2 separate regions of the Macaca mulatta genome follow, and region 1 is linked to region 2. A link is a contact called in public Hi-C data. All regions are on one chromosome and are shown on one strand. Each heading gives the region's core, a stretch centred on a gene start, on an enhancer-like site or on the middle of the called end of the contact. The rest is flanking DNA. Distances are from core to core; before and after follow the strand shown. Region 1 has its middle 110 kb from the start of CCDC54. Region 2 has its middle 44 kb from the start of CCDC54.

Region 1 (5,024 bases), core at 557-3,056, 150 kb after region 2:
GTACAAATATGGAAATGATTTATATATACTTGTCTTCCAATAATTTAGATTCAATGTCAACTTTCTTCTTGTAAAAATTCATTACCTTAATTCTTCATAGACAGGAAATAGCCTCTCCTTTTCCCCATGTATCCACTTACTTTATTTTTCATTTTTGTTCTGATTTGAAACCACAGTTAGAAATAGACAACTATTATAGGATTGTTGTATCTCTTCTAGGAGATTCTATCATTTTTCCTCGGTTAAGCATAAACATATAACCTGGTTGTTGCTCAGAGCCCTTAGTTTTGAGGAGGAGTAGAATGTAAACCTGGAAGGTATCTCTCCTCATGCCCATCATTCTGTTCTACATAAATTATCTTGAGACTCATAAAAGGAAAATAAAATTCTGAAATTAAATTCTTCATTGCCTTTGTTGGCTGATTTTATTAACTGTCTATTGAATGGGTGGCTTAATAGAAGAACTCCCTAAAAACGTGCAATACACTGACCAATCTGTTTGGCTGTTTTCCACATTGTTTCAGAAGTCAAGACACAAAATCTAACATTTTTGTTTTTGCCAAACAATGAACAGCATTATGTGGATCTTAGACTTTGAAAAAAATATATGACACATATTATGTAGCCTGAGTACTAGTGCTATGTCCTGCTTTTTGAAGTTACTTTCCAGCAAGGGTGATTTTATCCGACACCAGTGGCCAATCAAAGTCAAAAAATACTAAAGATTGGTTGGTGGCCTTTTTTCCCACTTACATTTCTGTCTGCCTTCTTCACAGTTCAGTCAGTTCACAGTTGAGCTGTGTGTTTAAAGCAAACTGGATGAAAAAAGTAAAAGGAAGGGACTAAATCATTGCTTCCCATAATGCAAATGCCATTCCTGTTTTGATTCTGCTATTCTCCATGCTATATTTAGAAAACAAGGCCTAATTTTTTTACTTAACTCTGGTCCTGCAGACCTTCTTACAGAAATGACACGGTAGTCATTTGTGACTACCTGTCCTTTCTGGCAATGTGTTTGGTTAATTGGTACTTTACCCTTGCTCTTTCCAAGCACAAAAAGTCTGAGGCTTGTCATTTGAGGAAGCACATAAACGAGGGAAGCATAAATCCCCATTTGTCTCAAATGACAAGTCAGACATTTAGCTGCTGAGCAAGAAACATGCTCTCTGTGTTCTCGGAGAGAAGCAGCTCAGAGTGCTCAATGTTCTCTGAGACAGGAAGCTTGGAGATTCCTTATCAATAGTATGTAAATGGAGTAAGAGAACAGGCTGTAGACTTAACTGGAATTCAGACAGGTCTGGGCATGCCTGGTGTGCTGGTAAGGCCATCTCCCCAAAAGAATTTTCCTGAAGGACTGATATTTCCGAGAAAGTATTTGTCCTAATCTGTGATAAAGCGTTAGTTATCTTTGTGGTTGTGCAATTCTGTATGTAGCATCAACCTTTGCACTTTCATTTGACTTGTAGCAAAGACCCCATTATGTTTTGGTTGAAATACTGTGGAGAGCAATGGGTCTATATGTAAATCTCCAAAGATCTGATCTTCGAAAAATTCTTACATATAAGTGCACAAACAATGCTTTACCAGACCTCTCTAAAATAGTGGGAAGCAGAGATGAAAGAGACTCTTCACACAGTAACTGGGAGGCAGGATTCTAACGACGGACCAGTGCCCAAGATTTCTGACCTCTGCTTATTCATTCAAATACAAATCCAAGTACTTCTTTGAAGGGATTTTGCAGATGTAATTAAAGTCCCAAGTAAATTAATTGACCTTAAAGTATGGTGACAATCCAGGTGGGCCTGATCTAATCTGATGACTCCTTTTAAGGCAGAGCGTTTTCTGTAGGATCAGAAGAGGAAGTCAGAGATTCAAAACATGACAGGGAGTTGATGCGCTGTTGCTGGCTTGAAGACTCGGGAGAGCAGGTTGTGCCACAGAATGCAGGTGGTCTTAAAGAGCTGAGAGTGGCTCCTGGCTATAGCCAGCAGAGAAACGTAGACCTATGTCCATATTTGGCCAACAACTTGAATGAGTTTGGAAGCAGATTTCCTTCCTAGGGCCTCCATAAAAAAGTCCAGCCAAGTGAATATCTCATGTCAGCCTTGAGAGACCCTAAGCAGAGAACTCAGTTGAGCTATGCCAGAATTCTGAGCTACAGAAGTGTGAGATAATTTGTGTTACTTCAAGTCACTATGTTTGTGGTAGTTTTCTACGCAGCAATAGAAAGTTAATGCAGTAACACGATGAGATGAGGCTTTGTATTTTGTGGGACCCAGGCCTTAGCTGTGGTGGAAGGCCTCAGCATCCCAGAGACTTCACGCTATGCAGTGTTTGCCCAGTGGTAAAAGATGGAATGATAAGAACAGACTTGATGAGTGCTTGTGAAACCTCCCTTAGGAATTCCTAGAAATTCTCCTGGGTGGGGAAAAAGAACACTGAAATTTGTATTATTACAGTCAACATGAGTGACTAGGACCTACAGGCTGATGAATTCCAAGGAAATTGACTGCACACATTTCCATAAAGTCCAGATTAGTTTGATCTCCTAGTATATGCTTCATTTACCAAAAGGAACATGGGGTTTTTTTGTTTGTTTATTTTGGTTTTGTTTTCTGTTTTACTCCTCCTACTCCTAAATTCCCTTGCCTTATTCACAGACCCTGACCTCTTTTGCTAGATGCCAAGGGAAGGATTTAGTAAGCACGTCCTTGGATGATTGTGACAGTAGAAAATATCTTTTTCTTTGTTAAATCTTTGCTGCTGAGACAAAATAGCAACTTATTCTTGAGAGATAGATGACCTCTTTCAGCATACTTAGGTGCCTTTCACAAACTTCCTATTAAAAATAATGAGCAAACATTTTGTATTGGATTATTAAGAAAGGAAACTTGGCGACAATTTAGAAGAGTATAGGGTTTTCATCTTCTAAGTAAGCATACAGATTAGTACAGAGATGAGTGTGCTATAATTGTACTGTAATTTTGTAAAAATATTGTTGGGAAACAATTTTCCACAGATCTTTTGCATTTCTGTACATCTTCAGAGCAGATACATTGACAGCTTTTATTCTGAAATGTCTTTTCAAGTGTGTTTGCATGGAAACAGTTTTGGAAGATAAAGATAATGTCTCCCTCCAAGGCAAAGGACAGATTTGCTTGCTATTTACGATAATAAAGATAATGTCTCTTTCCAGGGCAAAGGATGGGCAAGTTACTGGCAGTCCCTTTAAAAGTTTGCTATCTCCTAAGCTCAGGGAATCTCAACTTTTATATAAGTCTTGTGTGTACAGGTTGACCAACTTGTCAGAGTTTGCCTGAGACTTTCCTGCTTACAGTACAGTAAATCTTGAATATTAGGAAACCCTTTGGTCTTAGGTAAACGGGGGAGGTGGTCACCCTAGTGAGCTGCATCCATCTGAGATGCACCATATCACTTCCACGAGATTTGGAAGACATGGAAACCAATGAAAAACTTGAAGCTCATGCTGCTTGCTGTGTTGTAAGAAATAAATTTCTTTAGCTCTGACCCAGGAGTCTTGAGCCTTCTTCTAGCATCCTTAAAATTGTGATAGGCTAACTTCTTAGGTAGCAAGTAGAAAAAATATCAGATAGACCCTTCACAGTTCTTTAAAAACATAAGTCTAGTAATTGCTGGAATTATAATTGGAAAAAATAAAGGTTAGAGAAATGGAGTAAGACCGTAAGCTTCCTCTGAAGCTTTCCAAAATCTGTTTTATGAAATGGATAATTCAAAAGCATATCAACTTGTAAAAGTGATTTGTAAGAACTGGCACTGTTTTTGTGACTTCCATTGCATTTCCCCCCCTCTTTTTAATAGATTATTTAAAAGTATATTGCTAATTTCCAAACATTTAGGAATTTTTCTAGTATCTTTATGTCCCCATCCTTTAGTCTAATCCCACTCTGGTCAGAGAACATACTCTATGAGAACATACTCAATTCTTTGCAATTTGTTTAGATTTGCTTTGGTTTATTTTGGTAAATGTTTAAGTGCACTTGGAAAAAATGTGCACTTTGCAGTTGTTGGCTATAGTGTTGTCTATATGTCAATTAGGTTAAGACGGTTGATTATATTGTTCAAATTTTCTATATTCTTACTGATTTTTTGAATTTTCTGTCTGCTTGTTCTGTCAGTGATTGTAACATTTCCAAGTATGATTGTGGATTTGTCACTTGTCTTTATATACTGTATTAGGTGATACAAATTTAGGAATGTTTTATTTTCCTATTTATCATTTTGACTATTTCCAGTAACACTTATTGATATGATTTGACTGTGCACCCACCCAAAATCTCATCTTGAAATGTAATCTGAATTATAATCCCCATGTGTTGGGGGAGGGAATTTGTGGGAGGTGATTAGATCATGGGGGCGGTTCTCCCATGCTGTACTCATGATAACAAGTGAGTTCTTATGAGATCTGATAGTTTTATAAGGGGATTTTCCCTGCTTCTCTCTCCAGCCACTATGTGAAAAAGGACATGTTTACTTCCCCTTCTGCCATGATTGTAAGTTTCCTGAGGCCTTCCCAGCCATGCAGAACTGGGAGTCAATTAAACCTCTTTCCTTTACACTTACCCAGTCTTGGGCAGTTCTTTATAGCAGGCTGAGATTGGACTAATACACTTATCTTAAAGTCTGCTTTACTTGGTATTAATAAAATTATGCTAGCTTCCTCCTGTTTAGTTTCTGCATGGTATATATATTTTCCATACTATTCCATGGTATATGTTTTTACTTTCAAATTTTCTGTGCCCTTGTATTTAAAGCATGTCTCTTGTAAACAGCATATAGTGGATTTTTTTTTTTTTTTTTTTTTTTTTTTTAGACAGGGTCTCACTTTGTCACCCGGGTTGGAGTACAGTGGTGTGAACACAGCTCACTGCAGCCTTGACCTCCTGGGTGCAAATGATCCTCACACCTCAGCCCCACCAAGAAGCTGGGACTACAGGTGCATGCCGCCATGTCCAGCTAATTTTAATATATTTTTTGTAGAGACG
Region 2 (4,737 bases), core at 1,103-3,602:
ATTTAAGCATACATTATGATTATTACATAATATAGTTTAATAATTGTTTAATCACTTAGTAAATACATGAATATTTCCCCATGTAATTATTTTTTAAACTGAATAAATAATAGTATTCCTTTATATATATGTGCCATTATTCATTTTACCAATCTCCATTGTGATTATTCTCATATACAGATCTTTTTTACATATTGATTATTTTATTTAAACATATAGGACTGCATCCTAAGAAACTGCTGGTTGAAGGGTAAGGGGATTGACTATGGATAGAAACAGTCAATTGTCATCCCAAAAGTTTGTATGGCAACACTATTTTGCAATACCCTTGGTGAAACCAGGTATTACGTTTTTAAAAATATTCATCAATTTTAAAAGCAAAACTCCCTGTTTTAATTTGTATTTTTGATTGCTAATGAGATTGAACGTTAAAAAATATGTTAATGAGACAAGAATGTTTCTTTTGAATGGTCCGCTCATAGTTAATGCTCGTTTTCTGCTGTGTAGGTATTTATCTTATTATTTGTAAGATGTCTTCCAATGTAAAGATATTAAACGTTTAGCTGCCATTAATGTTGAAAATATTTTTTCCAAGTTACCATTTGTCATTTAATTATATTTATGATGTTTTAAACAGAGATGCTTTTAATTTTTAGGTTAATCCACTTATCAATCTTTTTTGTTGTTTCTTCCTTATCTACGTTGTAATCAAAAAAGTATTCATTTGTGTTTTAAAATAGACCTTAATTTTCAAGTGGCTAATTCTGCTTTTCCTGGATTTATTTCATTTTGGGGTATTTATGAAGTAGAAGTTCTAATTTTTTTTTTTTTCAAACAGTTAATCAGTTGTTCTAACATCATTTTAAAAATAAGCGATCTGCCCTCACTTTAACGCATGCTAAATTCGTATCTATACTAGGCTCCTTTTGCACTCTGTTCATCTGTTCTTGTTTTCAGACACTGATTCCACATAGTTTTAATTATTATTAATATCCGATAGTATACCTTCTCTTTTAATAATCTTCTTTTTCCAGAAACTTGATTTGTAGTGGTTATTGTCTTCACTCAATTCGTTTAGGGGAATATCAAAGTTATTTTGTAAAGTTCCTCCTTCTTCCCAAAGTTATCACATTGAAATTTTAATTTATTCCATTTTCAAATTAACCTGGGGCGATCTGACAAACTGCTTTGAGGATTAAAATAAGAGAAGGCTTTGTGTGTGTGTCCTTTCCAATCAGACTCTATAATTAGTGTTTTGTAAAATATTTGTGACATTCCACAATAATCATACACTTAAAAAAAACCTGTTTATGAAAAGTACTTATTGGCATTGTCTGAATAGGGCATGGATTTTGAATAAAGAGAAAACAGAAAGAGGGCCCTGTATATAGTGCTTATAGGACATTAAAGAAATTGGCTAATTACAATGGACTTTCTAAATTAAGTAAAAATACACCAATGAAGAAGAGAAGAAGATAGAAAAGAAGATAAGGGAAAGAATAAGTGAAAGGAAATGAAATAAAATCAGACCAAGAGCAGATGATGAAATAGAGAGCTGAACTTCTAGAAATTTTTTTAAAAGCAAGAGAGAGAAAAAGAACGAGAACATTCTTGATGTAAACTGAAATGTTCAATTTAAACACTAGACAGCTGGCACAAAGTTGCTTTTAAATTTTATGTTAACTGATAAATGAAGGAGGACCTAGAAGGTAAAGGGGAAGAAAATCCTATTTTAGCTCCTGAAAGAGGATTTAAAGAGATATAGTTCTTGTAAAATGTATAATGGGTCATGGAATTATTTCTTAAAACTGTGTACATATATATTTTCTATATATGTATTTCATTATTTGAGTATAGAAAATATTTTGGAGCTTGTTCTTCATGTTTTGTAATTTAATACCTGAGAATTCCTGGTCTTACTGAAGAAGTTTTACTTTTATCTCTAATAGTGAATTATCTTCCATTTGTTATTTCTGGGCAGCTTTTCACTGTAATGCCTAGCTATTCAGAAAAAAAAAAAGCTATTAAGGGAAAAAAGTCTACTAAAATAGATTACTAATGTTTAGGTATATAGAAAAAACAACTCAGGATATATTATAGCTATGCTCTAATAAAGGGCTGTGTGGAATTTGCATTTAATGGTTCTCAGTGAGATTCCCTCACTAATGCAATTGCAGATTCCTACATTTCTTCCTGAAGGTGGCAGTATTTTAGTGACAAAAACTGACAACAAGCTGAGTAACTGTACCAGAGCTCTTGGAGATCAACAAAGGTGCCGCTTTTGAATGTGAAAGTTTTTTCAGCAAGACTTTTCTACTTCTTGGTTTGAATTGTGTGCCTGTAGGGCACACATGCTGCCTGCTTGCTGAACAGTGACTACTTAGGATAAGGTCTCAGGGAAGTAAGGTTGCATTTTCGTCTCTCAGATATTGAGGGAAAATTTTGGTGACATTGGAGAGAGAGAGAAATGAAATATTTTATTAAATTTAGAATTTAATGTAAAGTAGCAAATACAGAGACCAGAAACAGAATGATGTGTTTTATGGTTGTCAGCTACCATCTTTAATTGGTGAGTGACCATTTCATTCATACTGTTACTTTTCTTAAAAGACAAACAAAATTTTCTAAGTGTTTGTCGATGTAATGACTATGTAAAGAAAACCTTATTTTTGTTAGCAATTAACACATTGCCGGAAGAAATGAGAACATTAACAGATTTTGTAACAAATACTATGTTAACAATAAAAAAAAATGACTTTTATACATTTTAAGCAGCAAATTCTGGGAGGAGAATGTGTAGACGTCTATGTATATATGTGTTAATTAACTAACATTGGGAAATAAAGAAACAGAAACAAAAGTAAATACAGATGAACAAAACTTACCTAAAAAGTGAGTGTCAATCTGGTTGTGCTATTTAGCTTATTATATTTTAAATAACCAATAAACATTAACAGTGTTGATGTTTGTGGTTAATTCATCATTTACTTTGATTGGACAAGGACATATTAAAATCGGCTGGTTGATTTGTGGTACTGTCTGTTGGCTGAAAATATCTGTTTTATAGTTCTTCCAAAGGAAGTAGAAACTACGGAGCCCCAAGTGACACTGGATTTGTAGTTCTCTGAAAGTTGTCATCGATAATGGAGATAAACTTGTTCTTGTAGTAGCAGCAACATGATATTTTATTCAGTTTATAATATTCTTAAAAATTCTCTTGAAAATAAAATATTTCTCTTTCAGGTTTTTCATAAATTCAGTAACAAAATTCTCCTTTCTGCCCTAGCTATATAAATTGTGCCAATTTATGTTGACATTTCATTTATGAGTGAAGTCCCACAAAGTTTTTGCTGGTTTTTCAAAATGTCAATCTCTACATTTATAGACACCTTAGGGATATTTTCTTATACATCCCACTAGGTAATGAACTAAACTCTGTATTCTTGCATCATAGGTATTGACTGACGTCTATCTTTTCTCTTCTTTTTTACACTATACTGTCAATGTCTACTAGATTCACGGCCCCTCTTTTCAGGAAAAAAAAAAAAACCGTTTAATTCTTTATTATTATTATTTTTAATACAGAGAAGTTTTAGATTCACAGCGAAATTGAGCAGAAAGTACAGGGAATTCCCATATACCTCCCATCCCCACACATCCACAACCTCCCCTGCTGTCAACATGTGGCACCAAGGTGGTACATTTGTTCCAATCAATGAACCTGCACTGACACATTATTACCCAAAGTCTCTAGTTTACAGTATGGTTTACTCTTGGTGTTGTACACTTTATGGGTTTTGACAAATGTTTAATGACATGTGTTCACCATCGTAGTATTAGATGGAATAGTTTTGCTGCCCTAAATAACTTCTGGGCTCTGTCTTTCCTTCCCTCTCTGCCCTCTAACTGCTGGCAGCTACTAATTATTTTTACTGTCTCTGTAATAGTTTTGCCTTTTTCAGAATGTCATATAGTTGGAGTATGATCCCTTTTCAGATTGGCTTCTTTCACTTAGTAATATGCATTTGTTTATTCCGTGTCTTCATGCCTTGATAATTTTTTTTTTTTTTTTAGTGCTGACTAATATCCATTGTATGAATACACCACAGTTTCTCTACTCCTGAAGGACATCTTGGCTGCTTCCAAGTTTTGATAATTATGAATAAAGCCACTAAAAACATCTGTGTGAAGGTTTTAGGGTGGACATAAGTTTCTAGTTCATTTGGGTAAATACAATGGAGTGCAAATGCTGAATTTTATGGTAAGAATATGTTTAGTTTTGTGAGAAACTGCCAAACTGTCTTCCGAAGTGACTGTGCCATTTTGCGTTCCACCAGCAATGAATGAGAATTCTTGTTGCTTTAACATCCTTGCCTGCATTTGTTGTTAGTGTTTTGGGTTTTGGTCATTCTAATAGGTGTGTAGTAGCATCTTGTTTTAATGTGCAATTTCGTAATAACATAATTAGGGAAATTAATATATATCAGATAATTGTTTTTCTCAGCATTTTGCTACTTTTGCTCAGAATTTTGCCTATAAGACTCATTCATGTTGTTCTATGTATCAGTAGTTCATTCTTATTGCTACGTAGTCTTCTTTTATATCAATATACTGTAATTTGTTTATTCATTCTCCTGTTGATGTACATTTAGATGGTTTCCATTCTTTGGCTATTGTGAATAAATTTGTTATGAACATTCTTGCACAACTCTTTTATTACAGTAATATGTTTTCATT

The links. Hi-C and Micro-C count contacts between places; a contact is called where the count stands out from the background.
Region 1: a contact with region 2 is called in a Hi-C map of sperm, with 2.7 times the contacts expected there. The contact joins two enhancer-like sites. A contact is called at or near these places in 3 of 14 Hi-C or Micro-C datasets (fetal cortical plate, fibroblasts and sperm).

What each region holds. Positions count from the first base shown.
Region 1 is chr2:176,383,120-176,388,143 of T2T-MMU8v2.0, forward strand. No RefSeq gene overlaps it. Among named protein-coding and RNA genes, the nearest start is that of CCDC54, 110 kb to the left of the region's middle. Within about 2 kb of position 1,807, at least 3 of the 40 cell types and tissues checked have an H3K27ac peak or open chromatin away from gene starts, as enhancers often do.
Region 2 is chr2:176,230,464-176,235,200 of T2T-MMU8v2.0, forward strand. No RefSeq gene overlaps it. Among named protein-coding and RNA genes, the nearest start is that of CCDC54, 44 kb to the right of the region's middle. Within about 2 kb of position 2,353, at least 2 of the 40 cell types and tissues checked have an H3K27ac peak or open chromatin away from gene starts, as enhancers often do.